2 separate regions of the Mus musculus genome follow, and region 2 is linked to region 1. Evidence: chromatin contacts called from public Hi-C data. All regions are on one chromosome and are shown on one strand. The core of a region is the stretch at or near the end of the contact, and the rest is flanking DNA. Distances in the headings are between cores, read along the strand shown. Region 1 holds the start of 4930451I11Rik (RIKEN cDNA 4930451I11 gene). Region 2 has its middle 14 kb from the start of Armc5.

Region 1 (5,795 bases), core at 1,381-3,880:
TTTCGTCTGCCTGGGCAAGATCCTCATTCAGGTGAGAGTGAAATCTGAGGGGCATGTGGGGGTGGACACTGGCCGGGGACTTTGAGGGATTCCTTAAAGACCCTGCAGCCTTTCTGCGTGGTGGTGTGTTCCTTTAACACTAGCACTGGGGAGGCTGAGGCAGGAAGATCGTGAGCTTGAGACTAGCCTGAGCTACATAGTGAAACTCTGTCTTAAAAAAAGCAAGAATAAGAACAAGAACATTGGTCCCGTGCAGGGGGCGGCTGTGGGGAGGAGCCAGAGGCAGAGGGGTGGGTGGGGAGGGAACCCGGCTCTCCGGACCCTACCTCCTTGCTCTCGTCCACAGTACAAGCAGCAGCACACGTTGCTGCACAAGGTGAACGGAGCCCTGATGCTACTCAGCTTCCTGTGCTGCCGGGTGCTGCTCTTCCCCTACCTGTACTGGGCCTACGGGCGCCACGCTGGCCTGCCCCTGCTCTCAGTGCCCATGGCCATCCCGGCCCACGTCAACCTGGGCGCCGCACTGCTCCTCGCACCCCAGCTCTACTGGTTCTTCCTCATTTGCCGCGGGGCCTGCCGCCTCTTCCGACCCCGAGGCTCCCCACCACCCTCTCCTTGTCAGACCCAGGACTGAGGCTAGGCCCTGGAAACCCTCCCCCCCCTCCAGCCCCTGTGGAGACAGTGCATTGGGGTAATCAGTGTGTGAGTTGGGGGGGGGGGGACGAGAGCCAGAAGTCCCTTTCCTTGACAGCCCCAAGACAGATGGACTTAGAATAAGGAGAAGCTATATTCCCTCGGGAGCTGAGGTCAGATTGGCAGGCAGGAAGAGAGGGGACCGGGGTAACGAACCCCTTCTTGCCTCTGTGTTAACAAAATGAAAGGGGAAGGGAGGAGATGGGGCTCACTTGGACCAAGGAGTCAAGGGACATAAGGGTGGCCCCGCTGCCAAGGACATCCTAGCCCTGCTGCTGCAAATCCTTCTCTGCTCCCCATCACCCGGGAGAGAGAAGACATCCTAACTCCCCCCACCTGGGCCCTGACAGGGCAGTTACCCCCACAGCCCCTTCCTGTGGAGACCAGTCCGAGGAACCATTTTATTTATTCACCCATATCAAACTAATTTGTTGGGGTGAGGGGAGGAAGGCAGTTGCTCCCCTACAACCTTTCCAGCGCTGAGCAGCCCTGGGGACAGGCGCCAGGCCAGTCCCTTCTGTCAGGGGCACATTTAGCCCTCGGCCCCGGCTTGTCCCTGGTGCTACAGGCCAATCGCGGCTTCCTCCAGTCTGGGGGCCACAGACCCCGGGAGGTGCTTTTACAGACCGCTAATAAAGACGATCTTCCTGAACGCCAGCAAGACCCTTTGGTCCAGTTTTGGGGGCTGGGAAGTGGGGAGGAAGAAGGAGGGGTCACTACATAACTACTGAGGAGGAAGGGGGAAAGTGTGTGTGTGTGTGTGTGTGTGTGTGTGTGTGTGTGTATGTGTGTGTGTGTGTGTGCGCGCGCCTGCAGCCTGGGAGGAATGGGGTGTGTGAATGGCCACTTCGAAGTCAGGGAGAAGGAGGAGGTGGGGGATGGGTGGCTACATAGAGGGCTACTGCAGTCTAGGAGGAAGGAGGCACCACCTTTATTTCTCAACAGAAGGCAGGGTAGATGTGTGTGGCTCACAGCTGGGTCCAGGGCTCCGTCTCTGGCTCACCTGCTCACCTCAGCTGGCTCTGGCTGGATATCTCATTAGGCCCCTTTCTGGAAGTTCCTGAGGAGTATGGAGATCAGATGAGGAGGGACACATAGGAGACTTGGGTCCTCTGGAAGGGGTAGGGCGAGGACACAGAGACACAACTCACACATGCAAGCAGAACTGGAAAAGCAGGAAGAAGAAGGCCACCACTAATGTCCCCACCAGGATGTTCTGGAAGAGCCCAGGACTGGAATCTGCCAGACAATGAACAACAGCGTCCTTCCAGACCCCGCCAGGAGGAAGACCCCTCTATCAAGCTGATTCATACCTGTCTTAACGAACGTTATAGGCTTCTCTCCAATAAACCGGGCCACAGCAAGAAGGCTAGCTCGGTCTGAGTCTGGATAATCAAAGAAAAGCCTGTTTACAACTTGCTGGGGTCTGGCTCCTGAAACCGAGGGCCGGGTTCCATCTCTTCTGGGGGCTAAAAACCAAAGCAGAGTCTGTGACAAGAGCCCAAGGGCCATCATGCCCACCAATGAGGCCAGGCAAACCCAGAGCTCTGATTGTTTTGTCCCAGGGCTGGCTGAGCTCCCATCAGAAGCCCACCATGTCTGAGATGGGGGGGAAAGGTTTGGACTGAAGGTTTGGGCTATAGAGCAACACTTTGTCTCAAGACAAAGTAAAATGAGACAAAAGGGAGGAAGAAGGAAAAAAGAGAAAAGGAAGAAAGAAGGGGAAAGGAAGGGGGGGGTGGGGAAACTAAGGCCTGGGGCTGGGCCATCCTCCTCCCTCCTGCCCACAATGAAGTTTACTCCCTTTCTCTAGCCTCCCTTATTCCTACTATTCCTGAACTCAGTTCCCCACCTGTTTCTATGGTCCCCAGCTCAGCCATCAACATCCACACCCCTACGGCTACCCACAGCCACAGCTTCATAACCCCCCACGACTATGAATGAGTAGGATTCTATGATGTCACAGCCCAGAGCCATTCCGCTAGCCCGACTATGAGGTGCTTCTAGCTCCTGATGCAGAAGAGCCCCCATTGAGCCCCAAGGATGACACTGACCATAACAGCAACAGTGGTGAGGGGTCTTGGGGTGTAGGCCAGGGGTACAGCTTTTGCTCAGAGTGCACAAGGCCTTCAGTTCTATTACAGAACCAGTCAGTTCTGTGGTGTTCCAGAACTTAGCTAGGTCTAGGAGACATGTGTTTGCATAACCGCTCTACTGGGGAGGTGAGGAGGGCTACACATCTCCAGTTGTTCTTCGGATCAAATAAAACTCCTTTACTGATTGCTTAGTAAAATGCCAAGCAAGTTACACAGATTGGCTCGTGGCATTGGCAGAAGCCCTAAGAGGGAGGCCCAAACCAGTGTGCAGGGGGACGAGGAACGCTGACACAACGCTTCCCAAGGCTGTGCATTCTTCTATGGGGGGAGGGTCCTCTTCCCTTTCTGAACCCCAGGTTCGTGGGTTTGCACCCATCCATCTCCAGGCTTGGTTTTAGCGCTCAGTAGAGATGGAAGCGCACGGTGAGGCACAAGAGAAATAGCCAACTTTTCCACCAGGTGGCAGCAGTGTTGGTCCGACGGTGCCACCATCTCTTCTACAGGTTACAGGCAGGCAGGCAGGCTCCTCTCTTGGGACTGGCTGTCACCGGGAGGCGGGGAGGCGAAGAGGGCTGAGGGTGTTGTCAACAGACGAACTCCCCAGGCTCATTCCAAGGCTAATCTCTCGGCCATTCAAAGATCCTAGTCTACTCGCCTCACCGTGACTCAGTTTCCCTTTTGGTGGTATTGGTGGCATGTGAACCTCACCGTCCACCACCCGACCCCTGTTTCTTTTCTCTAGTTCCCTCAGTCCTCCCCGTGTCACTTCCTAATTGCGACCTGCACTCCGGAGGCCCCACCTCGAGTTGGAAGAGACAGCTTGCCTCTGATTGGCAGTTAGGCCTGTCTATCACAAACGAACTCCAGCCCACCCGGGCCAAGGACATTTCAGGGTCTCCTTGATTCTATCCGTGCTTGTTTTACAGCCTCTTGGCTACTCTGTTACTCCACTTGCCCTGAAGGTGGCTCCTCATTAAAGGATCCTCTCTCGGGCCAGGAGATCACAGAGACCTGCCTCTGTCTCCCAAATGATGCTGGGATTAAAGGAGTGTGCTTCTACATCAGAATTAGCTTTCTCCTCCTCCTCCTCCTCCTCCTCCTCCTCCTCCTCCTCCTCCTCCTCTTCAGTTAATCACAGCTATTGAGAATCTAAGAGTGCCACAGCTATGCCTGGAAGACATTTCCACAACATTCCAACCCTTCCGCCTGATCTTTTCTGTCCTCTCTCTCTAGCTTCACTCTCACACATTACATCCTGACCATTTCTCCTCCCTTCACTCCTCCCAGTCCCCCTGCTACTGTGTCTCATCTCCCCCAGAAGAACTCCAACTGTATCCCCTTAAAAGAGAGAGAGAGAGAGAGAGAGAGAGAGAGAGAGAGAGAGAGAGGAGCTGGCCTCCCAGGGATACTCATCGAACATGGCCTAACAAGATACAATAAGCCTCCTATCAAGGTTGGATGAAGCAGCCCAGTAGGAGGAAAAGAGTCCCAAGTGCAGGCAAGAGAGTCAGAGGCAGCTGCCACAGTGGTGCGAATCCCATAAGAACATCAAGTGACACAACCATAACACCCATGCAGAGGACCTAGCACAGACCTATGGAGGCTCCCTAATTTTCGTCACAGTCTCTGTGAGCTCCTATGTGCCCTGATTGTCATCTCAGTCTCTGTGAGCTCCTATGTGCCCTGATTGTCATCGCAGTCTCTGTGACTTCCTATGTGCCCTGCTTAGCTGATGGGCTGTGGCTGTGTTCTGTGGGCTGTGTTCTTGTGGTATCCTTGAGCACACTGGCTCCTACAATCCTTCCTCCCCCTCTTCTGCAGGGTTCCCCTGGCTCTGCCTAGTGTTTGGCTGAGGGTCTCTGCACCTGTTCCCATCAATTGCTGGATGAAGCCTCTCTGATGACAGTTGGGCTAGGCACCAATTTATGAGTACAGCAGAATATCATTAGGAATCATTTCACACACACACACACACACACACACACACACACACACACACACACACACACAGTGCTTGGTTCTATCCTGAGTCTCTGGGCTGTCATGCCCCTGGTTCCTAGTCATTCACATAGCGTCAGGCATGGGCTCTGTCTTGTAGCATGGGCCATAAATCGGACCAGTCATGGGTTGGCCACTCCCACAAGTTCTGCACCACAATTACGCCAGCTTGTCTTGCAGGCAGGACAGATTGTAGGTTGAAGGTTTTGTGATTGGGTTGGTGCCCCAGCCCCACTGCTGGGAGCCTTGCCTGGTTATAGTCAGTTTAGATTCCATATCCCCCACTACTAGGAGACCACTCTTAGAGATTCAGAGGAGTTTCCATTGCACGTTCCCCATTCCAGTCATTTCTCTCAGTACTCTCCCCTTCCGTCTCCTCCCTCCTCACGCCTGATCACTCCTGTTCCCATCCCCACCTGCCCCCACAAAAGTCTATTTCCCTTTCCCAGGGAGATCCTTGCATCCCCCTTAAGCCCTTCCTAGTCCTTAGCCTCTCTGGGTCTGTGACCTGTAGGATGACAAAAACACCTAGAGAGGTAAGCAGGGTGATACATGCCTTGTAATCCCAGTGCTCTGGAGACTAAAGCAGGAGAAACACAAAGCAAGAGCCCATCTGAAATAAACGAGCATGAGAGGCCCTGCTTCGACAAATCCAGGCATAGGCTACCCGCTGGATGGACAGCGCCCACACCTGGGCTTCTTTTCCCTTCGAGATGCTGCTTTGAGAAGCTCATGTACTCAGATATGAGTTTCTGAATTATATTAAAACAGCTTTACCACCCCCCCCAACTCTGCTTAAGAAAGACAAAAAAGAAGCCAAAGTGGAAAGTCCTGAGGAAATACACCTGCAGCCTCTGCAAACTTGTCTCCACAAATAGGTACACCTGAAGTGGAAACTTCCTGTTCTTTGGAAAGTCAGTTATACCAAATGATGGTTTGCTGGGGTGCACAGGTGAAGAATGTCTTGCTAAATCAAACACATGAAAGACTGCTTTCCTGAAGCAGACA
Region 2 (5,795 bases), core at 842-3,341, 1.4 Mb after region 1:
TGTTTCATAGTTTATGCAGAATTAGACATTGCCATAATCTCATCCACGTGGCCATTGGCCATCCTAAGGCAATCTTTTTATCCCATCCAAGGGAGATTTTTTTTTCCCTTGAGCTAAGCAAGTTTTGCAGAAGCTGAAATGTGCAGGTTTCTAGTTAAGGCAGTTTTATATTTAGCAAACAGAACTTGCTGTCTATGCTCTTTTCCAGAAAAAGAAGGCACACACAGCAGGTTTAGAAAAGCAGGCATCAGTCATTCGGTTTCGGCTCTGTTGTCCCAGCTCAGACATAGTTACTGTCTTCTGACTCTGATGCAACCCAGTATTTCCTTAGTAAGCTCATCATGTTTGATTAGTGTTAAAGCTTGCTATTTTCCTTCTGCTCTTCACACACACTGTTCTTTCTGAGCCACCACAACCATCCCTTCTTATAAACCCTGTCGCCCGCCTAGCCCAGGCTTTATTTTTCTTACCTCTAGATTACAGTCTGTTTTCTACATAGCCTTTATTGGCGGTAGGGTAGAGATACGGTGGGATGGGGTGGGGTGGGGTGGGGTTTGTTTTCTTCATCTTCCAATTACTTTACACAGGTTGCAAAGCACGTTTGTTCTAGTAGGTCATAGCTTCCTGCTCTGTGGCTCTGGATAGCAAGAAACTGCTACAATTTGAGCAGCACTCTGGGATAAAGAGTAAGGTGTCCAACCTCTCGAAGGCCTTTACCCCTCCCTCGGGGGCCCATCTGCCTGCTCTAGGGATTAATGTAGTCGTCCTCTACCCTAGCTGTGTAACAGAATTACCCAGGACATTTACAAAATTGGTTTGGCTTGGCTGTAGGAATAGTAATTAGCCAATGTTGAGGAAACTCCAAGGTAAAGGACTCAGTTTGCCTTCAGAAACCTCCTAGGCTCTGCCAGCCTGGATCTCCCTCTGCCTTTGCAGTGTCCGACACCATTACCCACTGGCCAGACTCAAAAGAATGAAGCTTATCTGGGCCAGGTGGGTTTGTCAGAACATTAGTCGGCAGTGAATGCCAGGGAGAAACAGCCTTCTCGAGATAGTTATTGGTGAAACAACTCTCTTTTATTGGGGGCAAATAAGGCCTATGTAAACCTTGGGAAGTGGGTAGGAGTTTTGGGGTGAGTGTACATCATTGGTGAGGGCTGAGGTGCTGGGAATGCTGCATTTTTGTGAAGAGCAATTCCAAGGGCTTGCTGGACATGTCCGTATAGGAGAGAGAAAGTTTAACCTGTAACCTGGCCACCAGGTACATGACTACCTCAGGGTGGCAGAGGTGGGGGTCCCAAGGCCTAAACAAGCTGGGACACGCAGGCCCAGCGCAAGGAGGAAAACACTTCTGCCCCTGCTGGTCTCAGGACAGGAGTTTTGGGTTTTGGACGAGATGACCTCACTTTTGCTCTGGACTGGCTCTGCTGGTCATATGGCTTTCTGGCCCCACAGGTTCATCCTTTTACTGAAGCTCCTCTCTGAGAAAGAGGTCCCAGGATGTCAGTAAACGTATGAACAAAGGTCAAATCCTTAAACTAAGGTGTCCATGGCTGTCAGCATGTGGATGGATGACAAATGTATCATTCAAACTGTCAGAGCTTACATGAGTCCTCAGCTAGGATCACTGTCAAAATGATGTGGTAGAATGATCTGACAAAGAGCTGGCCCTGAAGGTGGTGGCTGTGCCAGTGTGTATGTGGTGACAGCTGGGGGGTAGGGAAGGCCTTGGTCTGATGGAAGACTTAAGACCCTTGTAGGAAGGAGTTGAGATTCTAAGAGGAGGATCTAGCCAATGGGATGGTCATGTTCCAGGAAACAAATGGAGGAGGGAAAGCTAAAAGGGGCGGTGCAGTTGCTTGCTCTACCCCTCCCAATGTTTATGTGGAGACAATGCGGTATCTCACTCTGGGGGAAGATGTTCACAGACACCCCTTTCTTCATGTGGTACCATGTGAGATCCCATGCCTTCACAAGTTGGGCTCCCAAAGCTGCAACCTAGCACTGGAGTTTTTCCGGTCTCCACACAGGGCCCAGCCCTAGCTGGGGGAGGGCTGTTGGCACAGGAGAGGGCCCCAGCATCACAGGAGCTGCCCTGAGGAAATTCTTGGCTTCAGTGAAGAGAAGAATTTCAGGATGAACCAGTATGAAGCAGAGTTGGGGTTCATTAAAGGAGAAAATGATACATATTTTAAGCATCAGAGAAACATACATGAGAGTTTGGGTGTGGCCTTCTGTGAGGGAGTTGTGCTTGCTTAGTATATTAGTCAGGATTTTGGTAAAATTTGAAGTCATTATCTTTAAAGTGTTCCTAAGAAATCTAAGCGAGATCCAGGGTGGCACCTGACAGATATGTCCCTAGCATTGATTGATATGGTAAAACTCTAGATCATCAGACTGCAGGATGTTAGGCTATCTCGACTCTAAACAAAGTTTCCCAGAAAATGTGAGGCTCTAGCATGGTCAGATATATCAGGCCTTAAGACTGGCTCACTGCTATTTTAACATTATTCATATATAATATAGATAAGGGATTTTATCTCTAAGCAACCTTCACAGCAAATGTGCTGAAATTCTTGCTTCAGGCTGAAGAGAAGATTTAGCCAGACTTCTGGGTGTGAGAGTTCCTTTCCCGTCCCATGTCTCATATATCACTTGCCTTTCCCTTCTACCTCAGGTTCACTCTAATTGTGGTCCTGGCTCTGATAACGTGTTATTAACAGGGCTGAAGAGATGGCTCAGTGTTCAAGAGTACTGGTTGCTCTTCTGGAAGTCCTGAGTTCAATTCCCAACAACCACATGGTGGCTCACAACATCTATAAAGGAATCTGATGCCCTCTTCTGGTGTGCAGACAGAGTACTCATACCTAAATAAATATGTTTTTAACAAGAGTATGTAGCTTCCATAGGCTGTACTTTACTTATTTTTCTTCCATGCTGGAAATTGCACATACTAGGTGAATTCTCTGCCACTAAATATATTCCTAGCATTTGGCTATCTCAGCTACTCTCATGAGATAGCCTGTGCTACTCTCATGAGATAGCCTGTGCTATCCTGGAGCTTATAATCATTCTCGACCTCTGGACCAGAACATGGTGGAGCCGTGTGGGCTGTTCAGGCTTAGTCCTTCTACTGTGGATCTCAGCTCTCTGAACTGAACATGTTGACTGTCATCTTAAACCAGTCAACTGTGGCCAATCACCCACAGGAACCTTCAGATGGATCTATTCACTCCCTCACGAAGGAAAAGGCATGTTTCACGATACTCTTCCCTGGAGTTTTACAAGAGGTAACTGATAGAGAGACTTCCCTATCCTTAGACCCCTCCATAGTATAGCTGTCTGTAAATTGCCCAGGGATCCCACCTCTAAGTGTTTGGTTTATAGGTGTGCACCGCCATTCTCTTGGCTTCAATGAAGAGAAGAATTTCAGGATGAATCAGTATGAAGCAGAGTTGGTGTTCATTAAAGGAGAAAATGATACATATTTTAAGCATCAGAGGAAACACACATGAGTAGTTTGGGTGTGGGCTTCTGTGAGAATTGTGCTTGCTTGCTACACTAGTCAGGATTTGGGTAAAATTTTTAAAAATTAAAAATAAAAATAAATTGTTGTGAGAGTTTTGGCTTCTTTTAAAAAAAAAAAAAGCAAACCAACCCTGCTATGTTTTGTGAATATATCTTTGTTTTAATCCCAGGGGTGGGATTAGGGGCTCGTTCACAGCAGGTGATTATGATATACCTCATGTACTAGCAGGGGTGTGATTTTTGCCAGCTGCAGATCGTTTAACTCTGGGGACTCTGGAGAGGGTGAAGATGTCCTGAGGGTAAAGAGGGCCCGTGGCAGCTGCTGCTCCTTCTGCTGCTGCTGGTTTACGTCGTTGTGATCTGTTAAGTGGTCATGGACAAAAAGATGAGAAGAAATTGGATATCCTGATGACAAAAATTGGACTTGTCACCTTTAATCAGCAAGAAGTGGCCTACAGAGGTCTACACCTCCTTTCCCCCCTCTAACTTTTGTCTTTCATACTTAGAGTTTGAGGGGTTAAAAGGAATTAGGGTGGGATAAGGGTTGGAAGGGGGGTAGATATAAGAAGCCAATAAAACAGCTAAACAAATACTCCACAAATGTAATGCATTAATTATTACTTTCCTTGACTGCTGAGTACTTTGGGATCCCCTTAAATTTTGAACTAGAGACTGCTGCCTCCCTTCTGGCTTTGCCAAGTCTCTCGGGTTCTAGGACTCTGTCTGTTCTGGTACCACATCTAGAAATAATTCCAACTAAATTTTGAGCTTTGCCGGAGCTTCAAGTAAGTTTGGACAGGTCACATCCTTCCCGAGAACAAAGAATGGAAAAGTTGTGTCTGAAAGGCGTGTTTCTCTGCTCCCTGACTATGGTCACATGACCATTGCCCTCAGGCTGCTGCCACTGTGACGCCTCTGCTGTGACAACTGCTCTGTGGAACTGTGAACCAACGTAAACTCTTCCTCCCTTAAATTGCTTTTGTGGTGGTACTCGATCAGAACAGAAAAGTAACTAAGATACGTGGTAAATTGATTAATACGGAACTGTCTCTACAAGACCCAGGTCTCATCTCAAAGATAAGAAAGTTTTCTCTTGAGCCAAATATGAGTGACCATTGCTAAATATATCAAGAAGATAACAGCAGCCATCAGTTCCTAACAGGGGCAGATACATAACTCCCTTCAGAAATGGCATTTATTACAGTAAAAGAGCCTCAAGGCGGATGGGAACATTAGACAAAAACAGCACAACTATGCAGCTTGGGTATGATGGGGCCTTAGAGGGAAGGGGAGGCTTCCCCTGGAGAGAAGCTTCAGTAAGAGTGAGAACAAGGCCAGGCAGTGGTGGCGCACACCTTTAATCCCCGCACTAGGGAGGCAGAAGCAGGTGGATCTCTTTCTGTAAATTCCAGGCTAGCCTAGTCTACAAAGTGAGTTCCAGGACAGGCAATGCTACACAGAGAAACCTGTTGAGGGAGAGAGAGGGAGAGGGAGAGAGAGAGAGAGAGAGAGAGAGAGAGAGAGAGAGAGAGAGAGAGAGAGAGAAAGAGAGAGAGAGAGAGAGAGAGCGCAAGCATAAGAAAGTGATTGTTATTTGTGTGCACACACACATATACATAAATATACATGCACACTCTAACCATATATTTTGGGGAGATTTATGAAAAGATTTTGGAACTTTGAGCTGGCAAAGCCATAGTGTTCAGAGCTTAATGGGCTGTTCTGTGGGAGCATGGAAGATAAGAGTTGAGAGCAATGCAAATGGTGGATGTCTGGCTGGTAAATCCCAGAGGGAAGTTTGAGAGTCCATCCAACCCTCTATAAGGGCAATTTCATAGTATTTTGAATTAAGAACTGCTAAAGTGAAACTGTTGCCTTACTGGGATAACTAATACTCATCAGCTGAGACTGAAGAATCGGCTGTAATTAAGAAGGAAGCTGCATCCTCGAAGTGAAATCTTGGAGTATTTTCTCAGGTTCAGCCCACAGATGCTGTGGTTCAGAGTGGGTGGGGGCTGCATCTCATGCTGGCAGAGTGATGTTACAGTCCAGACATCAAGAAGCTTTTTAATATTGCCCCTTGACAAACTTGGCCACTACAGTGTAGTCACTGTAAACTACTACAGGAAATTCCCAGTCACTTCTACTTCCTGATTAACAGCCAATAGCTGCATGGAAAAAAAAAAAAAAGTTCCTTTCTAATTTCCATGCTGTAGAGCTCATGAAGGAATTCCTCAGCGCCCTTTACCAAAAAAATGATCTTGTCA

The links. A called contact is a pair of places that touch in the nucleus more often than the background predicts.
Region 2: a contact with region 1 is called in a Hi-C map of epidermal suprabasal cells, with 10 times the contacts expected there. The contact joins the enhancer-like site here to the promoter of 4930451I11Rik in region 1. A contact is called at or near these places in 1 of 39 promoter capture datasets (liver) and 4 of 484 Hi-C or Micro-C datasets (the G1E-ER4 cell line, epidermal suprabasal cells and stem cell-derived neurons).

What each region holds. Positions count from the first base shown.
Region 1 is chr7:126,828,866-126,834,660 of GRCm38.p6, forward strand. 4930451I11Rik (RIKEN cDNA 4930451I11 gene) reads right to left here and starts at 2,631. Exons shown (of 4, transcript NM_183131.3): 1 at 2,546-2,631; 2 at 2,007-2,162; 3 at 1,845-1,932; 4 at 1,609-1,753. The coding sequence starts at 2,615. The coding sequence ends at 1,732. It overlaps Tlcd3b (TLC domain containing 3B), which reads left to right. Exons shown (of 5, transcript NM_029978.1): 4 at 1-31; 5 at 347-1,354. The coding sequence ends at 634.
Region 2 is chr7:128,220,925-128,226,719 of GRCm38.p6, forward strand. No RefSeq gene overlaps it. Among named protein-coding and RNA genes, the nearest start is that of Armc5, 14 kb to the right of the region's middle. Within about 2 kb of position 2,092, at least 4 of the 459 cell types and tissues checked have an H3K27ac peak or open chromatin away from gene starts, as enhancers often do. A contact at or near this core is called in epidermal suprabasal cells, where this site is marked.